Regions from separate parts of the Zea mays genome. Here all the other regions are linked to region 2. Evidence: chromatin contacts called from public Hi-C data. All regions are on one chromosome and are shown on one strand. Each heading gives the region's core, a stretch centred on a gene start, on an enhancer-like site or on the middle of the called end of the contact. The rest is flanking DNA. Distances are from core to core; before and after follow the strand shown.

Region 1 (3,318 bases), core at 188-2,687, 170 kb before region 2:
TTCTATTTTCTAGTGCTAAAATTCTTTTTTCAAACTTATAATGATTTTATGGGATACAATACATCGTATATGTTACATGTGTTATAGGCCTCCTCACATTGTTGTACGATAGGATATCCAATGACACACTTTATATGTTTAATGCCTTATGCGGTTATGCCCTTATGAATATCCATGAAGACGTTACAGACTTCTCTGAGTGCCATATCAACTGCGTGTCAAATGCATTCTGTCTTAGTCGCCCTTTCTTCAACATAATGCAACTCCTATCCGATGCCTTACTGGTGCATTCGGTGCTGCTAACTATAATTCTATTATCAAATGAACCTCGATCTAGTTCCAAACGCCATAATTTTATTATCAAATGAAACTTGATATAGTTTCCTTATATATAGTAAGACCAACATAGAGCTCTAATAGAGATGTCTTTAAGTGGACGGAAACATCTTCTGGTCAGTTCACGGTGCAATCAATGTATCAGGCTCTCATTGATAACGGTCAAATGTTTAATCACAAGCTGATTTGGAAACTAAATTTACCCCTAAAGATTAAAATCTTTCTGTGGTATTTGGTTAAAGGGATTATTCTAACTAAAGATAACCTCATCAAAAGAAATTGGAATGAGAACAAAAAATGTGGGTTTTGTAATACTGATGAGTCCACCCGCCGCTCCGTCAAGTCAAGATCGGAAAGCGCGCACGTCGTCGTGCTCCTGCTGGTTCCTCTGTGTAACATCCCAAAATTTCAACCCGAGGTTTGGAACCCTAATCTCCTAACCCCTCCTCTTTTTTTATCTCACCCAAAATTTCCCCCCTAGTCATCTCATCATATGCATACATTTGATTGTTAGAAGCACCTCACATAGACTATTATTTTTCTAGCACCCAAGATTATTTAGTTATTTATTTGTTCAAAAGAAAAGGAGATAAAAGAAATATAAATAGAAAATAGAAATAAGAAATAGAAAAAGAAAAGAAAAGAGGGTTTGAGACCGTTTAAGGGCGTGTTCTGTTACACCACATCAATCTAGAGGGGGATTGTAGAGGTTTAAATCCCCTCCTAGTCATTTTGACTAGGAGGAGATTTAAATCCCTCCAATCCTCTCGTGGATTGGCCTAACCGAACAAGGATTGCGGCCGGCGAGGATCACCCACCAAACAGCTCATGAGAATCGATGATTCCTTTCACCGCTGGAGATACAGCGATCGCGAGATTGAACAGCCCTCGCGTTTTCCGTGCCACAAGGTGGAGGCTGAGGTCGCCACTCGCCACATTGCACGTAGCGGTGACGAATGCCGCGGTCCCAAACAGAACCCATGAAAACATAGCAAGTCTGGTTCTTGGTGCACCTACCAATATTCAAGGCGGGGGTGACTGACGTGTGAGCACCGAGCAGCGGAGAGGAGGGCGAAACATTTTTTTGTTTGTACAGTAGGCGCATAGCCGCATATATTTGGCAGCAGGAGCGGCCTCTCACTTGCTTCGACGTATTTCTCTATCTATCGATACGGTTCAAGGGACCGAAGAAGGTAGAGAGAGAAACTTGAAGGGGAGAGGAAGGAGATACAGGTACACTCCTCCTGATCCCTCTAATAATGAGTCCTCGATTGGTCAGTTCTGTTCTTGAGTTCACTGTCGCTTCAGAATGGATGGCTCCTCTGCTCTCCGCTGCCAGAGTGGCATCGTGCTCGCTCTGCTGGGTTGCCAATTCGCCATGCCTTAGCGGCTTAGCCTATAGCCTTGCACTGCGGTTTGATTCGGTTCATCTTTTTCTTCAATCTTGTCACTCACAAGGCTTTCCCCCTCTGGTTTTCTTGATTTTCCGCTTGGAAATTTGCCATGCCTTAGCCTTGCACTGCGGTTTGATTTGGTTTTCTTGGCCATGCTTGCTTGGATAAGCTTTGGCTTCAGGCTTCAGCCTAGCTCGCATTGCACGATGTGTTTGTTGTTCCTAGAATCCGAGCGCAAGTTCTGTGAGCTGACCACTATTTCGTGGGTTGCCTGGGGTGGCGCGTTGATGTTTTTGGCAGTTGGGGTGGATGGGAATCTGCAATCCCTTTTCTATTCTATCTAGGATTAGATGACTTGAATCTAAGTTTGTGTAGATTGTGTTGATTTCTTAATTCAATTATAGATGTGCGATAAGAGTCATCTTGAGGGTATGAATATGCATGTGAGAACTTCAGGGGAGTGTCGACTGTCGAGCCAGGTTTCTGAGTGCGTAATAAACTTCTGAACAGCTGAAGCATCTTTCCTACGAGGACCTACTCGGAACTGACAACTCACAGGCACAAAATTAGTGATATACAGTGCTGATCCACTCTCGGTATAAAACAAAGATTTTCTAGAGTATTTTCCACTGTCCAAACATCTGAGATGGAAAAAAAACCTGGCTGATGATGTTAATGAGATAATCCACTGAAAGCAAATACCACTTAGCACTGCAATAGATGTAAAGCTGTAACTGATAAAGTAGGGTCGCAATCCAATACGCATACGCTTGTCCTTTAGCTTGTTATTGTCAACTCGGCTAATTCAACGCTGACTACTTGCCGCACAGGTTCATGTTCATTTAGGTGTCAGTTCATCTGATTTCTCAGAAGCAAAATGTTGTTTGGAGCTCAGTGACACCATTTTGTAATGCATGTGCCTTTTACGGGAAATGGAGGATCATTATGTCCATCCCAAGTCTAAGTCTAACCATGTAAGTGTTGGTAATTATGATGTAAACCTTTGTCTGCTTGCCATACCACAGATAATTAGCTCATTAGCTAGACTATATGTATAGGGCTCCTTGTCAGGAAATGGTTATGAGATGAAAAATCCAGGCCATGAAGTTTGTGATAGGGATTCATCATCAGAGTCTGATCGATCTCACCCAGAAGCATCAGCAGTGAGTGAAAGCAGTCTAGATGAACACACATCAACTCAATCAGGTAATTATTTATCTCCAACCACATTATCAATTATCATTATTTCTTTATCTTTTCTTTTGCGCCATCGACATTGGGATACAGCTTGATTTAAAGTTTACTTCACAAGAAATCTTATGAACTGATGAATTCTGAGTTGAATATGTTCAGATGCCTTACTTTACTTGCTCTGTTATGCTATAGTGCCAGTATCCATAAGTTCTACTATGAGTTCATGCAGTTTTACATGGATGTTTTCATATTCTTGTATGTGCACCTTCATTCATAGCCAGATATTCTTTATATGGACTCAAATTATAATTGGGCGCATCGAAATTTAGTCACTTCGATGTGGATGTTCCTGTATTTTTTTTGAATAAAAAATTTCTTTGCTCCTGTTACCAGC
Region 2 (3,320 bases), core at 313-2,812:
TGGGCTCCGCAGGCGACGGCGTGGGGTAGCCGCGAACAAGGTGGAGATCCACGGGCGACCGCAAACATCGCCTCCGCGCTGGATAAGGACCAGCAGAGTGTGTTCGGGATTGACAGTGTGGATCCGACCACTGATTCCCCTTTCTTCTCCGAGGAAAAGATCAAGAACTGTGGATTTAATCTAATTAGAAAGACATACCGATCAATTGTGTATAGGAATCGAAAGCTGTTGCATAATACAGTTCGACTAGGCCTGAGAACCTATCAGCTTGACGGAGAGTGATATAGATATAATCTCACAGCAATGTCGAGGTAGAGCGTGCTGATAGCATGTTGAGGACTATGTTACCACCAGTCTGCTCCTTTCCCTCCCATCAGCCCATCAGTTGTTCAGGCGTAGAGAAGTTGTAAATCACATATTTTTTTAGAGCACGACAAAGAACACACGAGGCACAAGGATGTAGGATTAAGCCTCTGATCTCTTTTTTCTTCTTCTTCTCTATTATAAAAAGATACATGTTCTTTATATAGATGAAGTGAGAACTCTCCGGAGCAAAGTCCATATTTACCGTCATAACCCTAAATAGGGTTTCTTAACATCTCCAACGGTCCAACCACTCCATGGGCCGAAATGGGCATGAAGCTCTTCAGGGCCCAACGAACACGGACCGCGCAAAACTGCGACTCTGCAAGCCCGCGAGCTTTCTTGTCCTGAAAAAAAAAACCCCAGAAAAACTGCAACCCTTTGTTCTTCGTTGAGGCACGAGTAGCTCGCTGACCAAACCACCAGGGTAAGGTGAGGACTGCAACCCCGTTTTCTGATGCTACCATCGCACTAGCTACAGAAATCGGACCCTGAGACGGTGCACAGACGCTGACTCCATTTCCTAAAAATTAACGAGCACGTCCAGACGACGACCACCACATATAATCGTCAAATTAAAGAAGCCCAACCGTATTGACCAACTGACGGAGATCACGAGAGCTGTTAGGTCCGCGCCATGATGCGCCTCCGCCTAATCCACTCAGGAGGAGCCGGCACTGACGCTGATTCTATACGTAGATCACCATTTTCTGAACCGTCGAGAGGGGGGGCATGGAACGCAGCTAACCATCAACGGCACCGCCCACGGAGAGACAAAAAAACAATAGCCGCGGCGGAGCAGGGTGTCTGCGTGTGGGCGACTGCGAAGAGGCGAACGCCTTCAGCTCCACGTCTGCTATCCAACCGCTCTGAACCAAACAATCGCTAACCACCACCATCCGGCATTCCTATTTCCTCATCTGGCCTGCAGCAAAATCTAACAAAAAAAAATGCTCGTCTCCATGAGTGCCGAGCACGGCCTTCTATACCCCGCTAGCTGCACGGGAAACGTCGCAAACTGGCACGGGAAACCAGCCAGCTAGCTAGCTAGCAGCAGCAGCACCCTCTCTCGTGTCGTCTATACGGAACTACGTGCACGCGAAGTGTCAGTTGCCGTTGCGAAGTGTCTGCTAGCTAGCGAAGCCGTGCACACAACACCACGGCACGGCACGGCCTTCCGCCCTGAATCCTGCGCTCCAGCGCGCCGAGGCCGAACCGACGTGCCTTGCTAATTTCCTGCGTTCGGGCCGGTAGCGCTAGACGAGCAGGCGGCGGGCGCGGCCCTCGTATTCAATTCCGTCACCACTTTCTCCTCACGCCTTCAACGTCTCGCATCCCATCCCATTCCGTCCCGTCCTCCCCCATTCCATCGTAGTACCACCGCCGGTCGTCACCCACATCTCAAGCTTCGTCTCATGTCATGCAACGCAGCGTGCTATAATACGGCGCCACACAATCACAGCCCCGGCCGGTCGGCTCGCGCTACCCCTATATATCGTCCTCATTCTCATTCCCTGACCACTGAGTCACTGACCACCTCCCTCCCCGGCCGGCCATCTCTCCCGAGCTAAACTGTGGCAGGCAGCTAGCTGTTACGAGCTAGCTCCGCGCGCGCTAGGCGGCGTCACGTACGTGCTGTGATCAACTGTCTAGTTCTCCACTCGACGCGGACACCCTGACCCGCGCGCGCGCCGTGGCCATGGTCGCCGCCGCCGGGCGCAGGCGGCGCCGCTGCGCGGCCGCCATCCTCCTGGTCCTGCCCGTCGTCGCCGTCCTCGCGTCGTCGTCCGCGGCGGCGGACGGGTCGTTCATAACGTGGGACGACCTCAGCACGCCGTCCGCCGCCGCCGTGCAGGGCGGCGTGAAGGCGGCCAGCGGGGGAGGCGCCCGCGAGCTGGACACGATCGTGGTGGCGCAGGACGGGACGGGGCACTCGCGCACCGTGCAGGGCGCCGTCGACATGGTGCCCGCCGGAAACAGCCGCCGCGTCAAGATCCTCGTCAGGCCCGGCGTGTACAGGTGCGTCGCGTTGCCTGCCTGGCTGATCGCCCGCCGCGCCGCGCTGCTTGCTATGCCCTCTCCACTACCCGGCCGCCTAGCTCTCTTCTCTTGTACTGGTAACTGCCTCGGCGTTAATGGGGTGTATTAAGTGATCACGACGACGTGTGTGTTCGATCGTGTCTCTCTCCTTGGACTCGTCTTATTAGCTGCAGACTTTCTCGTTCTGTTTGCTACCAGTAGCAGTTTTCCATTTCCCCTGTCAGGGTTTGATAAAACTTGGAAGCATCAACGGCGGCGGGTGGGTGCAGGGAGAAGGTGACGGTGCCGATCACGAAGCCGTTCGTGTCGCTCATAGGCATGGGCAGCGGCCGCACGGTGATCACGTGGAACGCCAGGGCGTCGGACATGGACCGCTCCGGCCACCAGGTCGGCACCTTCTACTCCGCCTCCGTCGCCGTCGAGGCCGACTACTTCTGCGCCAGCCACATCACCTTCGAGGTACGTACGTACGTACGTACATGCACGTCGCGCTCTCTGCGTGCGTGATCGGGTCCATCCTCTGACGATCGACACGGCTGCGTGCGTGCGCGCTCTCGTCCCCGTGAGACCCCCGCAGAACTCCGCGCCGGCGGCGCCGCCGGGGGCCGTGGGGCAGCAGGCGGTGGCACTGCGGCTGTCCGGCGACAAGACCATGCTGTACAGGTGTAGGATCCTGGGGACGCAGGACACGCTGTTCGACAACATCGGCCGCCACTTCCTCTACAACTGCGACATCCAGGGCTCCATCGACTTCATTTTCGGGAACGCGAGGTCCCTGTACCAGGTAACGTAGCAGAAATGAATTCGATAAAATTTCTTTTCTTTTTTTCTTTTTACAACAGGCGTGTAAGAGCATCTTCAAGAGACTCCTCATTTTTACTCTTTATTTGGCTCTCTATTTAATTTAACTTTTCATA
Region 3 (3,720 bases), core at 830-3,329, 170 kb after region 2:
TGCAACATATCCGGGTTGGTAATTAACTGAGAGCAAACGTTATGTAGAAACGTTAAAATAAAGAAATCAAATAAAAAACAAAAATCTATAGCCCTAGACATAGTTACCAGTCGAGCATTATCCCTGATCCACAAACGATCTTCTCTAGGAGTATCACCATCATATATTTTAACATCAACATCAATATGAGATGCATTCTTCAACTTTATTAAAGTCCTCAACTGATCTTGAGCTAAAGCCTGGAAAACAAAAGGAGCATGAATTTGTATCAATATTATTGATGACCAATTGACCATTACTAAAATGTAATAGATTATTTCCCAGACCTTCATCGGAAATATGTACAGAGCACACGCCATCAAGTCTTGGGAAAGACATTCAAGAACAGGAATATTGTAACATAGAGACTTTCCACTTGATGTAGAAGTTGCAACGACAATGTGCCTTCCAGAAATAGAGGATGTTATGGCTTGAGACTGCACTCAAATAAATAAACAACATAAGACAATGACCTAATTAAATATGCACAAAATATGACACAGCATGGCATACCTGGTGGCTATACAGTCTAGATATTCCAATACTCTTCAGCGCTTCTCTCATAGCTTCTGAAAGATTACAAGGAAGTTCTGTAAATGATGCCTCTCTAGATGATATCTCTTGGATATGTACGATCTGCACATACAAATTGCAATATTAAAATGCTATTGCTTTGTTTGCAGTATAAATTTCAGAAAGTTATATAAGTGAAAACCTGCCCCTCCTTTCCAAGTCCTTGTTTCAGATGTTCAACCATTTCAGCAGGTTTCAAAGGTTGCATATCCTGCATTGCAACCACATAATATCAAAAGGCTATCCAGCTTCTAAGGGAAAAATATGTATGGCAAGTCAATATGTATGCCATATGCGTATTGCATTTTTCTTGGGCAATAAACACTAATCTGTCATTTGGGTTTCTTCTCCAGGTGATGAAAATTAAGATGAAATTGACAATGGCTGATAGAAAAAAAAAAGAGGTGATACATACATGACATAACATAGCAGCAGATTTGGCCACCCCACTTTTCTTGCTTATGTTGTGTTTCTCAGCTGTACCATTTGCTTCAGACGAGGACACCATTTGTGGGGAACCATTTCCGTTTTCCTTGCATGTTTTCCTCCTTTTCCTTGATGACCCACTTGTCGAAATTTGACCCGCTTTCATATCCTCCGTAAATCTCCCAGAGCACGGGTCACATGAGGAGTAAAAATCTTTGGAAGCAGCATCAGACTGTGGGCTGGCTGGCATTGCTGAGAGGTCATCCATAATGTCTTGCCAAGCTGAATTAGCCGCAGAAGACACTTCTGGTTGTTTTGGTGGACAGTGGCCCTGATCTTGACTTGCTGTGCTAACTGAAAAATGCTGCTGTGGCGTCCTTGTGAAGGGTACGAGAACAATGAAGTCCCCATCGCCGATAGCAAGGCTGCCAATCTCAGCGTCTAAACGCAATTTAGCACCCTTCAGCACATGAGGAAAAATTTCAGCACGAGAAAGGTGCTACTGTATTTAACTAGTGTCGATAGTGAAGCTGCAACCGCTAATCTAATAACCCAATGAGGAATCAATGCCAATATGCCATGATGAAGCGACACAGTCTTGGCACACGCCGGAAAGCTAGAGGCCGGTAGGCTGTTGCGCGGCACCTTCAGGAAGAGGTGGAAGCTGGGGGAGACTTGCGCGGGCAAGAAGGACGTCCGGAGCGCGGCCTTGAGGTCCCGGACGGAGGCGCCAAGGGGCAGCTTGACGACCGTGGATCGCCCGTCGAGGGCCCGGACCTGGACCTCACTCCACTCCTGCTCCGCCGTCATCAACAAATGCGGTTAGGAGGTGGAGGAGCCGGAGCGTAGGACTGCGGCTCGGGAGATTGGCAGATTGCGGCCGGTGACTGGTTTTGGCGCGTGCCTAAGCGAAGAGGTGGGGCGGACGTGCCGACGCGGCGGTGGCGGCGATTGCGCGCCGTTTCACTCTCCTCGCCCCGTCCGGTCCCGTGCTTCGGGCCCTGGTGGGTTGGACAGAAATGGCAGGAGGGCTTGATTATGTGCGTGCTATCTGATGTGGGCCGCTGCCGTCCTCTTGTCTGGCAGAGCCCAGCTTCAAAGCATGGATCACCTCAGAAATTGCAACGTGCCTCACAGCCCTCACTGCACCCGTAGGCCCTAGGTTTCGTCTCTTGTCGTTTTGTTTAAATACTCTATTATTTACTTCAATCCATATGTATTAAGATGGATTAAAGTGTAAATTAGTTTAATTTACACCTTAATCAACTTCAATACATATGGATTAGAGTGAATACTAGAGTACCCAAACAATGTCGGCCAATGTTCTAGAACAACATTTTGTGTTCCGATCAGTGAGGTCAGTCATCCTCTATTGTTATATATTATTATTGCTTGTGGTTTATTAATCTGTCATAATTAAATAGATTTGACTAGACTATTCTGCTAGTAAAGATTTAGCATGCCTTGTTATGTCATGAATTAATATTACATCACAATTTGACATATGCTTCGGTTAGTGGATGTTTAGGGTTTATGATTAAATGGTTGATAAGTAAGCACATGAATTATATTGAATTAGAATTAAAATTTATATATGCAAAAGCTTAAGGAATATAATAATGTCAAACTGATGTGTGGTGGGGTATTGATTGGGGTATAAAGTTTATATGCATGTGGCCGGTATACAGAGGTCGATGCTTTTTTTAGATAAAATGGTAGATGGAAGACTGTTTTTCTGTACGGAGTACCTGCATCCATCCAGAATCCTCTCTCACCCACTTCTCTTCATTCTTCTATTCTGGATCTACCAATCATGAGAAAGCTATTTATTGAACCTCATTTTCCAAACAAGGACAAATCGCAACTCTCATTTTCAAGTCGCAACCAACACAATTTCATAGAAACAAAATTTGAAACTCCACAACAAAATTTCATAGAAACAAATTCAGTTTATGACAAGTCAAGGTAAATGGTGATTTTTGGATCATCATGATATAACTTCCTTTTCTTGACATGAAATGAGTACTAAACTGAACTTGAACGCCTCTTTTACTAAACTGAACTGAAAATACAAGTTTATCTAACATATTTTCCATAAAAAAGTTTTGATAGAACCGACTGTATTGAACCGTGAAAGAAATGTTGCAGACCGCCGAAAAAGGATGCCTATGTAAGTTATATACGAATAGTTACACGAAATGAAGCCTATCAATTTGGTGCACTGAAGCATTTCCACTGTGAATAACTGTGTAGTTCTAATACTTGGTCAATATCATTTTTCTATAATTAATTGTCTTTATTGAATTTAATGTTGTCTTATACCAAATGTACATACTTCAAGTGTACTTAGGACCAAATTCTTGGTAGAGTTGATGAACACAAGGAGAATGAATGTAATGACAATATTACAGAAGAAATACAAAAGATTATTAAGCACATCAGTGTTTAGTTGCAAATAATATGAAGTACGGGAATACAACATATGTGATGTTATTTGCAAATACTCGAGTTTAGGATAAGAAACAAAAGTTTAGAATTTTGGCTCTCACTTATTATTCTCGTCCTTTTGGTATGAATTTTAATGTATGTTCAATTTGTTACCATTACAATCCTCACGATGCACAAACATTGTACTCACTTTTTAGACTTTGTTTGTGTGGTTTTCACATTGTATTGTAAATT

Evidence for each region. Hi-C and Micro-C count contacts between places; a contact is called where the count stands out from the background.
Region 1: a contact with region 2 is called in a Hi-C map of root tip, with 3 times the contacts expected there. The contact joins the promoter of LOC100280919 here to the promoter of LOC103633411 in region 2. A contact is called at or near these places in 6 of 25 Hi-C or Micro-C datasets (bundle sheath, ear, leaf and 2 more) and 1 of 3 datasets of contacts at active chromatin or transcription factors (seedling).
Region 3: a contact with region 2 is called in a Hi-C map of leaf, with 4 times the contacts expected there. The contact joins the promoter of LOC103633409 here to the promoter of LOC103633411 in region 2. A contact is called at or near these places in 2 of 25 Hi-C or Micro-C datasets (leaf and tassel).

What each region holds. Positions count from the first base shown.
Region 1 is chr7:174,114,963-174,118,280 of Zm-B73-REFERENCE-NAM-5.0, reverse strand. LOC100280919 (nuclear transcription factor Y subunit A-3) reads left to right here and starts at 1,437. Exons shown (of 7, transcript NM_001153839.2): 1 at 1,437-1,569; 2 at 2,561-2,704; 3 at 2,789-2,936. The coding sequence starts at 2,645.
Region 2 is chr7:173,941,086-173,944,405 of Zm-B73-REFERENCE-NAM-5.0, reverse strand. LOC103633411 (pectinesterase QRT1) reads left to right here and starts at 1,562. Exons shown (of 5, transcript XM_008655112.4): 1 at 1,562-2,382; 2 at 2,673-2,862; 3 at 2,981-3,187. The coding sequence starts at 2,063.
Region 3 is chr7:173,768,967-173,772,686 of Zm-B73-REFERENCE-NAM-5.0, reverse strand. LOC103633409 reads right to left here and starts at 2,079. Exons shown (of 23, transcript XM_008655111.4): 1 at 1,684-2,079; 2 at 1,028-1,498; 3 at 755-823; 4 at 553-675; 5 at 327-476; 6 at 108-239; 7 at 1-26. The coding sequence starts at 1,848.